5 separate regions of the Sus scrofa genome follow, and regions 1, 3, 4 and 5 are each linked to region 2. Evidence: chromatin contacts called from public Hi-C, HiChIP or PLAC-seq and promoter capture Hi-C data. All regions are on one chromosome and are shown on one strand. The core of a region is the stretch at or near the end of the contact, and the rest is flanking DNA. Distances in the headings are between cores, read along the strand shown. Region 1 holds the start of LOC100625971 (zinc finger protein 613). Region 2 holds the start of PPP2R1A (protein phosphatase 2 scaffold subunit Aalpha). Region 3 holds the start of LOC110261292 (zinc finger protein OZF-like). Region 4 holds the start of ZNF614 (zinc finger protein 614). Region 5 holds the start of ZNF432 (zinc finger protein 432).

Region 1 (3,466 bases), core at 518-3,017, 220 kb before region 2:
TGAAAATTGAAAATTTTTTTTCTTTTTGGCTGCACCTGTGGTATGCAGATGCTCCTGGGCCAAAAATGAAACAGATGTCACAGCAGTGACCAGAGCCGCTGCAGTGACAACACCAGATCCTTAACGTGCTGAGCCACAAGAGAACTCCTATATCATTTTTTTTAAGGTTCCATATATAAATGATATCATATATAGGACCACACCCACAACATATGGAAGTTCCCAGGCTAGAGGTTGAATCGGAGCTGTAGCTGCCAGCCCACTCTACAGCCACAGCCATGCCAGATCTGAGCCAGGTCTGCAACCTATACCACAGCTCACCACAACGCAAGATCCTTAACCCACTGAGCAAGGCCAGGGATTGAACTTGCAACCTCATGGATCCTAATCAGGTTCATTAACCACTGAGCCACGAAGGGAACCCCCAGTGATATCATATATTTGCCTTTCTCTGACATAAATCATGACTTCTAACAGATTATCATCAGCATACCCAGACCCAAACTCAGATTCCCATGATTCTCAGTGACCACTGGAGACCCTCAAAGACAAGAAACAAAACTGCCCCAAGAACTAACCTACCCACAAGGACACCCCACTCACTGACCATCTGGAATGATGCCCCAGTCGCTGACCCGCATCCCCTACCTATGTCCCAAACACTCACCTAAGCCAAGGACATTAAAAAACACCAAACTGCCAGTCAAAGCGGTGTCAATCACTTACCTCCCACCATGGGCATTCCCATTAGTGAATTTTCCAGAGAGCTCTCAATCACTCACTTATACCCCAAGGATTCCCCAGTCGCTGACCTTCCTCCAGGGATTCGCCAATCGCTGACATCCCTCTAAGGCTTCCAAAGCAGATCTTCCCCCAGAAGACCTTTTCAGGCTCAGACACGCCCTCAAAGAAACCTCAATTCCTGACTTCCTACAGGGACAACCCAATCACTGATGTCCTGTCATTCACCCCCAATCAATAATCTTCCCCCCAAAGATGCTCCTGTTACTGACCTCTTCACCCAAGTGCATCCCAGTCACTGACCCACTCCCTAGGTCGTGGCAAACACTGATTTGCCTCCAATGCCACCCAGCCACTGACTTCTCCCACAAAGAGTAACCCCACGCCAACTCCAATCTTTCCCAATATCCTGACCCTCTGCAGGCCATCCTCATTTCTGACCATCCCGCTTCCTGAACCATGGAATGCATCCCCTGTCCTACAAGGGCTCGCTCCTCTCACCGACTCCCCGTAGCCCTCCCCTACCTCAAAGCTCGTATCTCCGCAAAGCTCAAACTACTTCTGCTCCCAGAACGCGAAACTGAGACCCTACCCCCCAAGTAGATCCTTCGTGCACCAGCTGATTCACAAACTTAGCTGTTCCTCCTCGGAAATCGAGTTTAGCTTCCGTAGCATTCGAGTCTGTAGGCCGCCAACCTTCGATCGACGAAGATTCCCTTTAGCTTTCACGTCTTTTAGACAAAGACACTGTGACAGAGTATGGCAGCGCCCTGGCGGTGGGAACCGCCATCTTGGAAGATCTGCCGTACAACCACTTTTCCTGCCCCCCAAAACTTGTCGGCTTAACGCCAATCGCAATGTCGCACAGGGCAGTGCGCGTGCTCTAGCCCATCTCCGGGGAGACCCGGGTCTCAACCCAGAAAGGCGCCGCAACCCCAAAGATGTCCACTTCCACTTTGTCTCTTCTACGTACCAAGCTACACAACCACAGTGGGCGCGGCCATCTTAAAAAAGGTGCGCACATCCTTAAGGGAAAAGGAAGCGACCTTTAGGGAGTTGGGAGCCCGTGGAGTGGTTTCCAGGAATGCTTTTCCAGAACAGCGTAGGGTTTGGAGAAGTCAGGGTGGTACCAGGGAGGTAGCATGTCCCACTGTGGGCCCAGAGTAAACAAATTTTGTTAAAGGAAAAGACTGGTGGTGAAAGTTTGGTGACACCTCCAGGGAGAAAGGTGAGAGCGCTGTTGGGAGGATAGAGCTGATAGCGAGGGAGGGGTTTTGTTTCTGACCTGACTGAGGTGGAGGGTGGTCAAATGGGGAGGAATAGAGGGCCAGAAACTCTTGGTAGAAATTTCTGTGCAGACTTTATTTCAATTCAATTTTTTTTTTTTTTTGGTCTTTTTTTCTTTTCTAGGGCCGCACCTGCGGCATATGGAGGTTCCCAGGCTAGGGGTCTAATCAGAGCTGTAGCCGCCTACCTACACCACAGCCACAGCAATGCCAGCTGCAAGCCATCTCCGTGACCTACACCACATCTCACTGGCAACGCTGGATCCTTAACCCACTGAGCGAGGCCAGGGATCGAACCCGCAACCTCAGGGTTCCTAGTTGGATTCCTTAACCACTGTGCCACGATGGGAACTCCCCAATTCAGTCATTTTTACATGCTTTTTCTAGTGAAGAAATTAGTAGAATTGGAATTACTGAAATTAGTAGAACTTTCATTCAATGAGAATGAAAACTTTTAATTGGATTGATTTTTTTTCCAGGTTGTTGTGCAAAAATGTTCTATTAATGAATACATTTTACCGGCTGTTATCCATCCTCCCCCAAGAACTCCAACTGAAAAGTAAGAGCTAATTTTTATTAAGTGTATACACATTTTTTTTTGAATGAGGGACTATTTCAAACATAATAGTAACATGATCTTAATATTCTGAAAGCTATTGATGGTGGACATAAGTATTACCCTTATTTTAGATTGGGGGTGGTGGGGTGCTGATTCTGTCAGAGTGCCTGTTTCCTAACCACCTCATCAATCTTTTAATCTTTGCACATGCTAAGGGTGAATAAACATTTTATAAGTTGTGTATTTATTTTCTATGTTAGGTTGGTTATCTTTTTCTTAATCATATTGCGGCTGTTTATATCAATTCAACTTCCATTCTCCCCATCCTAGAGCAACCGCTATCTTACTTTCGGTCTCTATAGATTTGCCTATTCTGGGTATTTTATATGTTCAGTCATATGATAGGTGGTTTTTGTAACTGGCTTCTTTCACTTAGCATAATGCTTTCAAGGTTCATCCATGTGGTACCATGATTCTGTACTTCATTCCTTTTCATTGAGAATGTATACATTGTGAATGTATAGCGCTTTTTTTTTCTCTTTCATTAGTTGATGGATATTTGAGTTCCACTTTTGACTATTGTAAATAATGCTTCTGTAAACATTTGTGTACAAGTTTTTGTGTGGACCTGTGCTTTCATTTCTCTTGCATATAAGCCTAGGAGGGAAATTGCTGGATCACACAGGAAGTTTGTTTACTGTTTGGGGAACTGTGAGACTGTTTTCCAAAGGAGCTGCACAAAAGGAATTCCACCCAAAGGAAAGCTGTTTCTTCTACCTTAGAATACTTCTTGCACCAAGTGAGTGGATTTTTTTTTCCACTACAAGCAATTTTCTTCCTTCCTTCCTTCCTTCTCTCCTTCCTTCCTTCCCTTCCTCCT
Region 2 (3,102 bases), core at 8-2,507:
TGAATCCTAATGGTGTTGCCTGGGCCACTGGTTAGGGCAGAACTGGAAGCAGGGGTGTGTGGTATGATGGTTCTCATTACTGGTCAGATCTTAGGAACCTGGGCTGCTGCCAGTGGTCGAGCAGTTTAGTGTGCCACTTGGGGAAACTGTGGACTGTCAGATAAAGGACATCCCTCTCTTAGGGTGGGAACTGTGGAACCAAACTGCAGTGCTGAGAGACTTGTCTGGCTCACTCATTTGGATAATCATGGTCAGGGTCTGCTCTTGGAACAGTCTGACCAGAATCAAGCTGCTGATTCCATCTGTCCGATGCAGGGGCTCCCTACGCATAGGCACACTGGGACTCCCATAGCTCCAAAGGGCTGGCAGGTTTGGGGTAAGGGGAATATCCGGGGAATAAGGAGGGCAAGGATTGAAATATGCAAGCCCCCTCCACCACCACCCCTGCCCCTTTTAGGGGGAATAGTTTCCTAAGTGGAGTGGGTAGGGTCTTTGGGAAAGATGGTTTGGACTGTCCGGCGGCGGGGGGGGGGGAAGAGAAAGAGAGAAAAGCATGGTGTGCTCAGGCAGCCAATTTTCCAAAAGGAGACGTGCCTAGAGAGGGTTCAGGAAATCAGATAGACATACCAGCCTGAGGGGCCTAGGTTTTACCCAGAGAATAAGGTTAAGTCGCCATCCTTCCCTAGGCCTCGGCATAATACGGCACAAATCAAGGACGCACTCCCACCTCCTCCCGCACAAACAATCTTGGAGTGCGCCCTCCCGCCAGGCAGGGGGACCGCTGCCTCGCAAGCCGAAACCTGTACGATTCTGTTCCCCACATGATGTCACGCATTCCAAGCGACGCACGCGGGTAAGCTTTCTCCAGGGCTCGGACAGGCAGGCTTCGCCACCTTCCAATCCCGCCCCTCATTGGCTAGAAACAACTGCTCGTCTAGGCCGTTGTTGGCGGCGACGTAGGCGGGCACAATCTTAGTCGCTAAGATACCGCGTACTTCCGTTTCCTCCTCCCCCCTCCTAGGCTCCGGCAAGCTCAATCTCTTCCCTTGGACCAATGGCAAATGGGCAGTGGGCGGGACTTTATTTGTCCGGGCCAAAGAAACGCAGGCTTGGCCCGGCGTAGCGCGGCCAATGAATGTAGGGCAGCCCCTGTAACGTGGCCCGGGCGCCCCCAAGTCCTTCTCTCCTCCTCCCGGCCCAGCCCCTCCCTACCCGGGTTTCAGCACGGCGCCGGCCGCAGTCTGACAGACACAAGACGGAGCCAAGATGGCGGCGGCCGACGGCGATGACTCGCTCTACCCCATCGCGGTGCTCATAGACGAGCTCCGCAACGAGGATGTTCAGGTCCGGAGGCTCCGGGGGACTTGGGGAAGAGAGGAAGGGGTACCTGGGGGGCACCGGCGTCCCTCGCGGAGAAGATTCAGTGTTCGCAGGGAGTGGCGGAAGGGGGCGGCGGCCAATCAGTGTTCCGCTCACACCTCTCCGGTTCCCCGGACTCGATGAGACGGCGTCCGGGATTGGGTGTCGGCCCCGCAGAGGGCGCGCTTGGAGGGTCCCCAGGCCTGCCAAATGCGCGTGGCCGCTCCGGGCCTCGGAGGCCGCGGCCCACGAGGGGTCGGCCGACCGGGTGGGGGAGAGGCGAGGGGAGGGCCGGGTGATTGGCGGCGGCCCCTGAATGGCCCCTTGGGGATGGAGTGGGCTCGCGACTTTCTCCGAGTGGGGGAGGGGCCGCCGGATTGGTGGGGACCCGCGTAGGTTTTCTCCTTTCTGGGTTCGTGCGGCTGGGGCTCAGCGCTGTGGGTGTAATCTCTCCAAATGGAGACGGAGACGTGAAGGATGACTTTCCAAATCCTGCTCTTCTTCTCCCGGCAGTTTTGGTGTAGACCCTCCGAAAGAAGCGGGAGGCCAAAACCCCACTCCCAAGGGTGGAACTAGCTAAATTCCGAAGCGAATTGCCAGCTAGCCACTGGCCCCCCCTTCCGGTGTTCTCCCCTTAACTGGGGCCGGGGGCGGGGGGGGGCAGTTTACCAAGCGGGCTGTCGTTTCTGATGAGTGGCATGGGGTGGCGAGGGGTCGAGAAGAGGTAGGACTCAGGGCTTCGCCCATCCCAGCCCCACCTCTCACCCGCCCATTGACCTTGTGCACATTACTTCACCGATCTGGGCTTGTTTTCCATAAAACGTGGGCCAGTAATAGTCCCGGCCTCCTTGGATGGTAGTGAGTGACAGAGTTTATAACAGAAGAAATACTAGACGGCGCCTGACCTGTTGTAAAGGCCCAATAAATGTACCTGTAATTATTGGGAGTGGTGATTGAAGAGGTCCATCCTCCCTTTGGGCCTCAATTTCCCCACTTATAAAATTGAACCAGTCGCGGAGTTCCCGTTGTGGCGGAGTGGTTAACGAATCCGGCTAGGAACCATGAGGTTGCGGGTTCGATCCCTGGCCTCGCTGGTCAAGGATCCGGCGTTGCCGGATCCCACGTTGCTGTGGCTGTGGTGTCGGCCGGCAGATACAGCTCCGATTAGACCCCTAGCCTGGGAACCTCCATATGCTGCGGGAGCGTCCCTAGAAGAGCCAAGAGAAAAAAAAAAAAAAAAAAAATTGAACGGGTTGCACTGGCCCAGCCTCTTAAGGTTCCCACCGTGTGGCTCTAGCTCTGGACAGGCTGCAGCTGGAGTCCAGTCTCCTCTACTTCTTGCTGATTGATGTGGGCAAGTTAGTTGATTTCTCCCAGCCTTGGTTTCCCTTTCTCTCAAGTAGAGGTGATTATCTGGTTCAGAGGGCTGTTGTAGGAATTCATTTGTTTAACGAACACCTGCCACCTATCAGGTATGGAGCTGAGGATATAATGGTGATGCCAGTTGTTCACGATTAGAGAGCAGATGTGAAATGGAACCCAATACGTTAGTAGCACATGTGAGATGTGATGGGCAGAAAGCGCCAGGATGTTGTGATGGTGGATCAGTGAGTGCTGTCGGGCCTTGGCTCTGTGTTGGGCATTGTTCAGGGCACAGGTATTCAGCAGGGAACACGACAGACAAGTGCTCCTGGTCTTGCGGAACTTGGGTCAATTGTGAGGGGAGACGCAGTAAACAGAGAA
Region 3 (3,208 bases), core at 275-2,774, 240 kb after region 2:
CAAAAGAACTCAAAGATCGGGACCAGGACCCTGCCCCAAGGCTGCTCGATTGTCTCTTAACTGCTCCTCCCCGGTCTCTGCATCCCCTCCCTTCCCTGAATTGGCAACTGTTAGAACCTGCCCTTTGGAACTCAGAGAGGGTCGTGGAGGTTGAATGAGGCCTATTTCCTATAGACCAGAAATGGGGGACACAGAAAGCCTTTTGTGCCCAGGAGCCGCGCAGAGCCCAGCTCGGTTTCAAGGGCTGCGAGGTGCATGACTTTCTTCTTCTTGGTTGGTAGTTGAAAGGCCAGTAAAAGAACAATCCCCTCGTCCGGGCTCGAAGAGCGACACCCCAAATCACTCACGAGAAGCGGTCTTGATGCAAACAGCAAGAGGATTTTATTCCAAGCGCGCTGGGGCCCACAGTCGTACACCACGCAGGGGTAGAGGACTGCGGCCCCGAGTGCGGAATCGGGACAGCTTTTATGGGGTTCACAACAAAGCCTGTGCGTCACAAACCAATCATTTTAAAATATCGAGAGCCCGCGCTCCGTGGACCAATCATTTTAAAATATCGAGAGCCCGCGCTCCGTGGACCAATCATTTTAAAATATCGAGAGCCCGCGCTCCGTGGACCAATCATTTTAAAATAGCTCCGGAGGTCCGCATCTGCGTGGGCTCCTGGGCAGAGTGACAGATTGCAGTTGAGATAGGTCACTAGGGCTGTCAATGTGTAATCAATTCTTCTATGGTGCCAGTCAGTTTTACAGAATCCAGATAAGCGATTAGTCAACTCATTTCCTGTTATCTTACTTAGGCCAGGATAGCAGGCCCTGGAACAATAGGAAGTGTGACCTTCTACCTATTTACTGGCAGCCAGCAGGGTCTGGAATTCGGGGGCATTTAGAGCTTTTTATTAACTTCCTGGGTTCTGGGAGGGTTAGGTTGCATTTTCATCCTTTCATTGTGAGGTATAGGGAGGCGCTCCAGGAATCTTGAGCTCAGCCTAAAATTAACATCCTCCACCTAGGTGTGGGTTTAGTTCCCATAGAATAACTCAGAGATAATTCAGGAGCACCCAGGATCCTGCTTTAATCACTGCATGCACCGTTGTTGCTTGATTGCTCCTCCTTCGTTTCTGCATTCCCTTACTTCCTGATTAGCAACTATGTGACTCTGACTTTTGATACTCAAGGAGAGTCTAGGAGGCTGAAGCCTATTTCCCACAAACAGGAAGAGGGACATAAGAAAGGATTTGTACCGGGGAGAGTGACGGATCCTGCGTGGTTTCAACAGTGTCTTAAAATAAGCAGGAAGCAACAGGGTTGCACAGAAGAAACAGACAAGCACTTTCAAATCCTGAAAACCAGAGGCACCGGGAGAGTGCAGCCCTAGCCCCGCCCCCCGATCTGGCCCCGCCCCCGATCTGGCCCCGCCCGGGTCCGCTCTCTTTTACGTCTCTACGTCCCTCCCAGCCCAGGCCCCGCCTCCACGTCGCCCCGCCTCTCTCCTCCACGCTCACTGCGCAGTTTCCTGCAGACCCGGAAGCGGTTCCCGCGGAGCGAGGGTCACCCTACGAGAGCGTGAGTTTCATCTTTCTTGTTTAAACCGGTGTTTGCGGTACCCTGTCCCCCGTATCTGGGTCCGAGGCTCCTACTGATCCTAAAATCCCGGCCTTCGTCCAGCAGACGAAGTAAATGCAGGCGTCGCCGTGCGAGGCGGGAGGGGGAGGGGCTGCGGCTTCGCTTTCCTGTGGAAATCCGCGAGCGGATCCCTGCCCCTCGCGCCCCCTTGCCTCGGCGTCTCCGCCCCTGGAGGGCCGCGAGCCCACCGCCCCGCTGCAGGAGAGGCTCCGTCCTGCTTCTGGCCCCGGGATTCTGGAGAGCCCGCTCCGTTCCAGAAACACACCCACTTTCCTTCACCTCGCACACTCCACAGCCGGGATGTTCTGGTTCCCAGGCCCCTCGTTTTTAGTCTCTGTCTCTCCTCACCTTGCAGTTGGGGAAAAAAGCTAAAACGGGCCTGTCTTGAGACACTCAGAATTTTTCTGCCCCAAATTCTACCCCACTCGATAACGTGCTCTGTTACTGTGGAATTAATAAACGGGCATCTAATCCTTTCTGTTGACTAAACAGGTATCACCTAGAAGTTGAGAATTATGTTTTATTTGGCAGATAAAACTGAGGACTTGGGGTTGGTAGATGCACACTATTGCATTTAGAATGGATAAGCGGTGAGGTCCTACTGTACAGCACAAGGGAACTATAGGCTTTTGGATAAGAACATGGTAGAAGATAATATGAGAAAAAGAGCGTGTGTGTATGCATGGTTCACTTTATTGTACAGCAGCAGTTGGCACAACATTGTAAATCAACTTACAATCAAAAAACCAAAACTGCGGACTTAAGCCCAGCCACAGCCTCTCTGAGGGACTGCTCCCAAGAGGTGAAGGAGGAGCCGAGGGTGTATAGGAGTTTTGCAAAAACAAAACGAAAAAAGCCACAACAACAATCCAGTTAGTTGGCGCATCCAAAGATTCGTGTTGGAGTTCCCATCGTGGCTCAGCGGAAACGAATCTGACTAGGAACCATGAGGACAAAGGTTTGATCCCTGACCTCACTCAGTGGGTGAAGGGTCCTGCATTCCCCTGAGAGGTGGTGTAGTCTTGCAGACGCGGCTTCAGTCTGTCGTTGCTGTGGTTGTGGTGTAGGCCAGCGGCTATAACCCCTAGCCTGGGAACCTCCGTATGCTGCGGGTGTGGCACTTAAAAAAAAAAAAAAAGTTAAGTGTTAAAGAAAACCAGAAATGTCAAGTTAATGAATTTACTGCTTTTCAGTGTATGGGAAGGTGGTAAAGTCTGGGCTCTTGGAAATCCTTCCTTGGATGTGCACCTTGACTGTCCAAGGCCAGCATTCTGCTTTTCTCCATCCTGAGTCCCCTCAGAGTGCACAGTCCCAAGTGAGGCAGGGTGGGGAGGCTGCATCCACTGAGAGCCACCGCATCCTTTGTTTACTGATGTGGCAGGAGACATGCTTCATCCACATATCCCATTCCTGGTCAAGAGAACTCAGAAGTAGAAAAAGAGAAAAGAATGAAGGACAACCATAAACAGCTGGCACAGTGAAGGATAGATGAGGAACGTGGAAAGACACAGTACGAGTTATTATAAAACAATAAACCAGCAGCACGGGTTCCTTAAGGAATCACAATACAGGACTGGAAAAGT
Region 4 (3,309 bases), core at 252-2,751, 170 kb before region 2:
AGTGGAGTTCTTCCTTTCGTCTCTATCCAGAATTATTTCCTTTGACATCCTTTGACATAATAAAGATATTTAAGAGTTCCCTGGTGGCCGGATAGGTAAGGATCTGGCATCATCACTGCTGTGGCTTGGGTCACTGCTGTAGAATGGGTTGATCCCTGGCCTAGGCATATCTGCATGCCAGGGGCACAGCCAAAAAAAGGGAGCATATTTTAATATTTAATCCAGTTTAAAGTGGTGAGTTCTGCTTTTAGCAAAAAAAAAAAAAAAAAAAAAAAAAAAAATCCCATATAGTGTTGTGGCACTATTCAATCCCCAGCTCTGTGCTGAGTAATTCATTCCTTTAAAAAATGTTTTTATTTTATTTTTTATTTTTGTCTTTTGTCTTTTTAGGGTCTCACCCTCGGCATATGGCGGTTCACAGGCTAGGGGTCTAATAAGAGTTGTAGCCACCAGCCTACACCACAGCCACAGCAATGCCAGATCCTTAACCCATTGAACAAGGCCAGGGATCAAACCTCATGGTTCCTAGTTGGATTTGTTTCCGCTGCACCACAATGGGAACTCCTAAAAATGTTTTGGATCCAGCTGGATGCAGCTCGGATCCAGTGTTGCTGTGTTTGTGGGTTAGCCCTCATATGCATCTCGGATTCGACCCCTAGCCTGGGAACTTCCATATGCCGATGTTCAGCTCTTAAAAAAAAAAAAAATAAAATGTTTTTTGAGCATTATTTTGCCAGGCTCTGCTTTTGTCTCTGGAGAGACTTCAGTGAACAAACAAGCAAAGTCATGGGCTTCATGGAACGTAAAGTCTCGTGAAGCCTCCTGAGTAAAACAGGAGAATGTCAGTTCTGAAAAATGCTATGGAGAAATTTTAAGCCTAGTATATGGGCTGTAATGGAGGAGCTTCATTTATTTTTGGAAGGAAACCCAGACATACACTTGCACCTTCACTTCATCACCCTGCCCACTAGAGGTTGCTCTGTATCCACTCCCATGTGGGTATTAGCATTTTTATCCAACTCTGCCTGGGCTTCGCCTTTTCTTTTTTCTTCTTCTTCTTTTTTTTTTTTTTTTTTTTTTTTTTTTGCTACACCCATGTGGCCTGCGGAAGTTCCCAGGCCAGGGATCGAACCTGCGCCACAGCAGCGACCTGAGCCACAGCAGTGATACCAGATCCTTAACCTGCTGAGCCACAACAGGAACTCAGCCTTCACCTCTTCAGTGGCTGTCTTGCTTCCTTCCCAAAGACCTTACCCACTCCACACACAACTGCTCTCTCCCCAAACCTAAGATTTTTAGTGACCACTGCTTTTATCAACTCTGCGGCCGCTGCCTTTCCAGTGATGTCTCGGCTTCTACCTTTTAAAATCTTTCCAGGTCTCCTAGGATCTGAGCCCTTTTCTGCCGTACAGACATGAGTCTTGTTCCAAGATGGCCGCGCCCATGGTACTCCATAGCGCTTCCGATCTGAAGTACACAAAGGGCGTCGCCATCTTTCTTGGTTCCCCAGCAGGCTGAACGAGCCATGTTGGCCTTGGAGAGGCATCTGCCTCCGAAATCTTACATTTAGTACATCACTGCTGACTGTCCCTCGCAACCAGGAGGTGAAAGCTTTGAGGCGGTCAGGAACGATTTCTCCCCACAGCCGTGATGGCCCCGCCCATCCAAACGTCAATGTGGGCGGGGCCGTGTTACGTCACAGAGCGGAGCCCGCAGTTGGAACTCGGAAACCCCGGCAACGCGCCAAGGTTCTCGTGGGATTCCCCGGTCCCAGGTGGTCAGCGTCTCTAGGGACCGCAAAGGAGGGCGTCCGGACAGAAAGTGGTTTTCTGGTCGTGGGCTCAGCCTTTCGTCGCTCCCAGTGGTACCTGAAGAGGTTGAGATTAGGTGAGTTGGATTCTGGGCTTGGATTCGTGGTCTGTGGGGTTCTATGAAGCTGAGCGTGTGTAAAAGACCGTAGTTTGGATTTTATTTAGATTCAGCCCCTGAGCGTTTGTGATGGAGCCTTTAGTAATCAGTGATTAAGAGTCTGAAGAAATCGTCGGCCGAGAGTCCGATTGGCACTATTTGAGGTCTACTTGGATCACTCTGCTTAAGAGACTCAGTGGTTGAAAAAGCGGTGGAAAGTTTGAACGCGGTGTCTGGTCTGGGTTCCAGATGTAACGTGGGACTCTGTTGAAGTCCGGGTTAGCGGGATGTCCTTGTTGGTTTCTTGGGCATGTCTGGAGTTTAATGTGGCATTTAATATAGGACTCAGTCAAGAGACTTGTGCCTGGCGCGCTCACTATTTGGGGAGGTTCAGGGCCCCCTGGAGAATCTGTAGGCTGGCTTAGGATCAGACTTTGAATGCGGGGAAACAGGCTTGAGGGCTGCATTTCTCCAGTTCATTCAAATACAATTCTCTCCTTCAAGTCTGCCCTCAAGGACTTGACTAAAAATTTTTTTTCTCTCTCACACTGCCGCGTTCAGCGCTGCAGGGCAACGGGGAAATCCTGGACTGTGGGGTCTAACAAAACACACGAGACTCTTTTACAGAAAGAAAGTGGGGGACCAGGAGGCCCTCCGTTCCACAGAACAGAGGCGCCTAGGCTTTAGTCCTCATGACTTGTATTAGGGAAGGTGACGTAGGTTCCTGAGCAAAATCAGGTGCAGGCAATGACAAAGCCATCTCTGAGTGAATAACAGAGGAAACGACTAGCAGCTAGTGACAGGTGCATCCCTCCAGGGCATCGTGCAGCTGCTCCTGGTTCATGTATGACTCCCTTATCTTGCGTTTGAAGGAGACCCTGTACCTGAGAACTCTGCGTCAGCAGTCCTTAGCTTGCTGTGCTTTTGCATGTGCGCCAAGTTTGCCTTCTGCAGAGTTCAGCAGTTCCGTGGTCTCCAACAAACAGCTCTGTAAGAAACTGCTGAACTGTCTTCCAAAGTGGCTGTACCGTTTTGCCATCGGCAATATGTTAGAGGGCCTATTGCTTCATATCCTCTGCAGCATTCGGTGTTTCCGTTTTTGAGTTTTGGCTATTCTAATAGATGGGCAGTGGTATCTCATTGTTCTAATTTGTAATTCCCTTATTACGTATGATGTGAAACATCTTTTCACATGCTTACTTGCTTTCCATGTATCTTCCTTGGTAAGGTGTCAGTTCAGGTCTTTTGGTCATTTTTCAATTGGGTTGTGTGTGTTTTTTTTTTTTCCTTAATTTTTTTTAATGGCCACACCCACCGCATATGGAAGTTCCTGAGCTAGGGATTGAACCTGTGCCTCTGCAGAGACCCAAGCTGTTGCCATCAGATTCTTAACCCAGTGCA
Region 5 (3,467 bases), core at 817-3,316, 190 kb before region 2:
AGCCACCAGCCTACACCAGAGCCACAGCAACACAGGATCCGAGCCGTGTCTGCAACCTACACCGCAGCTCACAGCAACGCTGGATCCTTAACCCACTGAGCAAGGCCAGGGATTGAACCCGAAACCTCATGGTTCCTAGTCAGACTCGTTAACACTGAGCCACGACAAGAACTCCTTTTTTTGGTTTGTTTTGTTTAATGGGAAAATTAATAGGTGTTCCTGTTTTGGCGCAGTGGAAGTGAATCCGACTAGGAACCATGAGGTTGCGGGTTCGATCCCTGGACTCATTCAGTGGGTTAAGGATCTGGTGTTGCCGTGAGCCGTGGTGTGGGTCGCAGATGTGGCTCGGATCCCATGTTGCTGTGGCTGTGCTGCAGGCCGGCAGCTGTAGCTCTGATTTGACCCCTAGCCTGGGAACCTCCATATGCTGTTGGTGTGGCCCTAAAAAGCAGAAGGGGGAAAAAAAAAAGGATCACCTTGCCTGTTCTAAGATGAGATCATACAGGTCAAGGATACAAACAGAGGCAATTCTCGTATCTCAAGTTTGAGATTGGGTCAGCATAATAATGAGAAATCATAGTGAGAAAATGGAACTGACTTCCTGCTTTCACCTTTCGGTTACATGACTTTATCAGGTGCTTTCTGAGAACTGTAATGGCCGATGGGGGTTGAAGATACTTGAAGCAAGTAGGAGAACCTGACGTCTGATCCTGAGCCCATGTTCTCAAGATCCCCGTTTCCCCTGCGTGAGTGAGTGTTCTCACACAGGGCTGGGGTAAGGAGAGGAAGAGAATATGAGGGGGAGCAGGGCTAGAAATGGTTAGTAGGCTTGTAAATGTCTGGCAAAGACTTCTTGATGATGTGAAGACGACGCATGGGGACTGTGAGAAAACTAGCTCTCTGAGGTCATTTTTTGCACAGGACTGTTCGTATTAGTGCCATCTGCAGTATTCAAAAAACTGGAAACCACTCAAAGGTCCACCAGCTGGTGAATGATTCATCTCATTTTGGAGTATCCAACACTGGGATACTAAGCAACAAAAAAGTCTGAACCACTGTCGCTTTAAAGCTGATGCTTTTTAAAAACATTCCTGCTATGTGAAAGAAGCCAGCACATATTGCTCATTTTATTTTTATTTATTTTCATTTCCCTGTCCCCCGGGGATTTGGAGTCCGAGAGCCAGGGATCAGATCCCAGCCACTGTTGCATCTTAAGCTGCAGTTGTGGACAAACCTGTGTCCCCGCACTCCCAAGAGGTGGCCAGTCCCCATGCGGCACAGCAGGAGCTGCACATACTACTAATTTTATGGAAAGAACGCAGACTGATCTATAATGGCACAAGGCAGTTCAGTGCTAGAAGGTAGCATGTTTTGCATTTGGGCAGGGTGAGGACCAAGGTTGAGTAAAGGCTCACAACGTCCACTGTTTCTGCTCACTTTGTGATCGCTGCATCCCCCGTACTATCACTTTTTCAAACCTCGGGTCTTCCCCTCACACTTTCGCCCGCCAGTTCGCAGCAAGCATTTGCTCTGCGGTACGGACAATTTCCTCCAAGATGGCCGCGCCCATGATGCTCCAGTTTAACGGCGCAAACCGTAAAGGACACACTGCGCCACCGTCTTTTTTTTTTTTTTTTTTTTTGTCGCGTATACGATAGTTTTTATAGAGCCTTCTTTTTCGAAATTAACCAGTGATGGAGATGTCCAGAGGTAGTTTTAATTTTTGACCGAGCAGAGACGTCCCAGCCGTCTGAGGATGTACGCCGCGCCCTTTTGGTCGTGGTGGGCTTCGGTCTTAGAAAAATTTGCGCCCTTCACAGTCCCCTTACAGCTAGCAACACCTGTCCATTCAAACGACTCTACCCCCACGTCATGTTTGTATTGTGTGAACTCGAGCCTCTGATAATCTCCCCGTTTTCCGTGAAGGGCTGAAGTGCCGGGAAACTGGAGAGTTCCAGCCACGGCCCCTGACAGTCTGGCTCGGCTTTCTGTACGTCAGGTGTGCAAAGATGGCGGCCCCCTCAGGGCTCCTAAGCAACGGCGGCGGCGCGCGTATATTACCTCATAAAGAAAAGCCGGAAACTCCCAATCCGTTCACCATAGAAACGCGATAGAAACGCTGTTGACCCGTGTCCGTTGGTCTCGGGAGAGGGGGCTGGGCGAGAGGACCAGAAGTGAAAGAAGTTTAGCGAAGTAAGTTAGGCCCGGAAGAGGTCGCTGCAGGTTCAGGAGAGAACCAGGTCGGTGTGAGGGTCGGTCTGTAGAATAGGCGGGGACGGGGACGGTCTGTTGGCCTTTCGGTGGGTTGTGGCTCTTCTGAGTCCGTGAAGGTAGCTTGGGGATGGTGGTTTTTTGGCTTTGGTTTTTTGGGGTTTTTCGTTTTTTTGGAAAGGAACAGGGAAGAGTCTGTGCTGGATGTTGTGATCGGGGCGTCTTTGGGGTCCATCAAAGGGGACTCTGGTGGTTAACGATTAAACGTCTGAACAGATGAAGCTGTCCTGAGGTCAGCGTTCAGGGTCTTCACGGGCCACTCTCCCTGCAGGTGACTGACACCTGGTTGGAGGGGCGGGGGGCGCTTGTCGAATGATTGCGGCTTCTTGTTCAGGGTCTCGAAGAATTTGGAGCCCGAAGGTCGAAGAACCGTTAAGGAGGTCCGCGTGCGCGTGTATCAGGTCTGGTTTGGTCTTAATCCGGTGGGGCGGTTATCACCGTCTTTTGTGCCGAGAGGTGGGACAGCAGAAGGTCTGGAGGCTGGGGAGTCCTGGTAGGTGCGTACGTTGAGCTCAGACTTTGGCAGCTGGGACAGACTTGAAGGTTAGTTAACATTTCTTAAAAGCTTCAGGTCCAAGTCTCTTTCTTCACCAGCACCCATTTTTCTCCTCCCTTTTGGCTCCCTCTATCACCCATTCTTTTGAATCCAAAGAAATGAAGAAAGTTTGGGGGAAGATGAACGATTTTGCATATTTAAATATAGTAAGCTTTTAAATTAGATTTCTATTGTAAATTGACTGATTTCATTTCAGCTTCTATATGCGAATATATAAAGGCTGCTGTTTTCCCAGTGCGTGTGTGTGTGTGTGGTGTGTGTGTGTGTGTACACACATATTTGTCTTTTTAGGGCCGCAACCTTGGCATATGGAGGTTCCCAGGCTAGGGGTCAAATTGGAGCTGTAGCTGCCCACCTACACCACAGCTCACAGCAATGCCAGGTCCTTAACCCACTAAGCAAGGCCAGAGATCAAACCTGCAACCTCATGGTTCCTAGTCAGATTTGTTTCCACTGTGCTACAATGAGAACTCCTCTTTGTGTGTGTGTGTGTGTGTGTGTGTGAGTGATCGTGGTTCTCATATTGAAGTGTGCATATAAACAGGGTGTACGAGCATTTTTTTAAAGGAGGTATGAGAGCAACAAAGTTTAAAGGAAAAATTTATACTTCCTCATTGCCCTTATGACCTCATTTCTATAA

The links. Promoter capture Hi-C pulls out the DNA fragments that hold promoters and counts their contacts. Hi-C and Micro-C count contacts between places; a contact is called where the count stands out from the background. HiChIP or PLAC-seq counts read pairs in DNA pulled down with a chosen protein or histone mark.
Region 1: a contact with region 2 is called in an H3K27ac HiChIP or PLAC-seq map of alveolar macrophages. The contact joins the promoter of LOC100625971 here to the promoter of PPP2R1A in region 2. A contact is called at or near these places in 1 of 47 Hi-C or Micro-C datasets (heart right ventricle) and 1 of 2 datasets of contacts at active chromatin or transcription factors (alveolar macrophages).
Region 3: a contact with region 2 is called in a Hi-C map of liver, with 7 times the contacts expected there. The contact joins the promoter of LOC110261292 here to the promoter of PPP2R1A in region 2. A contact is called at or near these places in 3 of 47 Hi-C or Micro-C datasets (heart right ventricle, liver and skeletal muscle).
Region 4: a contact with region 2 is called in a promoter capture Hi-C map of liver, with 3 times the contacts expected there. The contact joins the promoter of ZNF614 here to the promoter of PPP2R1A in region 2. A contact is called at or near these places in 1 of 5 promoter capture datasets (liver) and 3 of 47 Hi-C or Micro-C datasets (epiblast stem cells, fibroblasts and heart right ventricle).
Region 5: a contact with region 2 is called in an H3K27ac HiChIP or PLAC-seq map of alveolar macrophages. The contact joins the promoter of ZNF432 here to the promoter of PPP2R1A in region 2. A contact is called at or near these places in 1 of 47 Hi-C or Micro-C datasets (epiblast stem cells) and 1 of 2 datasets of contacts at active chromatin or transcription factors (alveolar macrophages).

Annotation. Positions count from the first base shown.
Region 1 is chr6:58,187,412-58,190,877 of Sscrofa11.1, reverse strand. LOC100625971 (zinc finger protein 613) reads left to right here and starts at 1,767. Exons shown (of 9, transcript XM_013995152.2): 1 at 1,767-1,969; 2 at 2,507-2,586; 3 at 3,243-3,385. LOC100517161 (zinc finger protein 84-like) reads right to left here and starts at 1,757. Exons shown (of 5, transcript XR_002344783.1): 1 at 1,334-1,757.
Region 2 is chr6:57,963,103-57,966,204 of Sscrofa11.1, reverse strand. It overlaps PPP2R1A (protein phosphatase 2 scaffold subunit Aalpha), which reads left to right and starts at 1,257. Exons shown (of 15, transcript NM_214024.1): 1 at 1,257-1,344. The coding sequence starts at 1,267.
Region 3 is chr6:57,723,048-57,726,255 of Sscrofa11.1, reverse strand. It overlaps LOC110261292 (zinc finger protein OZF-like), which reads left to right and starts at 1,524. Exons shown (of 4, transcript XM_021097266.1): 1 at 1,524-1,565.
Region 4 is chr6:58,133,135-58,136,443 of Sscrofa11.1, reverse strand. It overlaps ZNF614 (zinc finger protein 614), which reads left to right and starts at 1,501. Exons shown (of 3, transcript XM_021097260.1): 1 at 1,501-1,887.
Region 5 is chr6:58,151,290-58,154,756 of Sscrofa11.1, reverse strand. ZNF432 (zinc finger protein 432) reads left to right here and starts at 2,066. Exons shown (of 5, transcript XM_021094922.1): 1 at 2,066-2,193.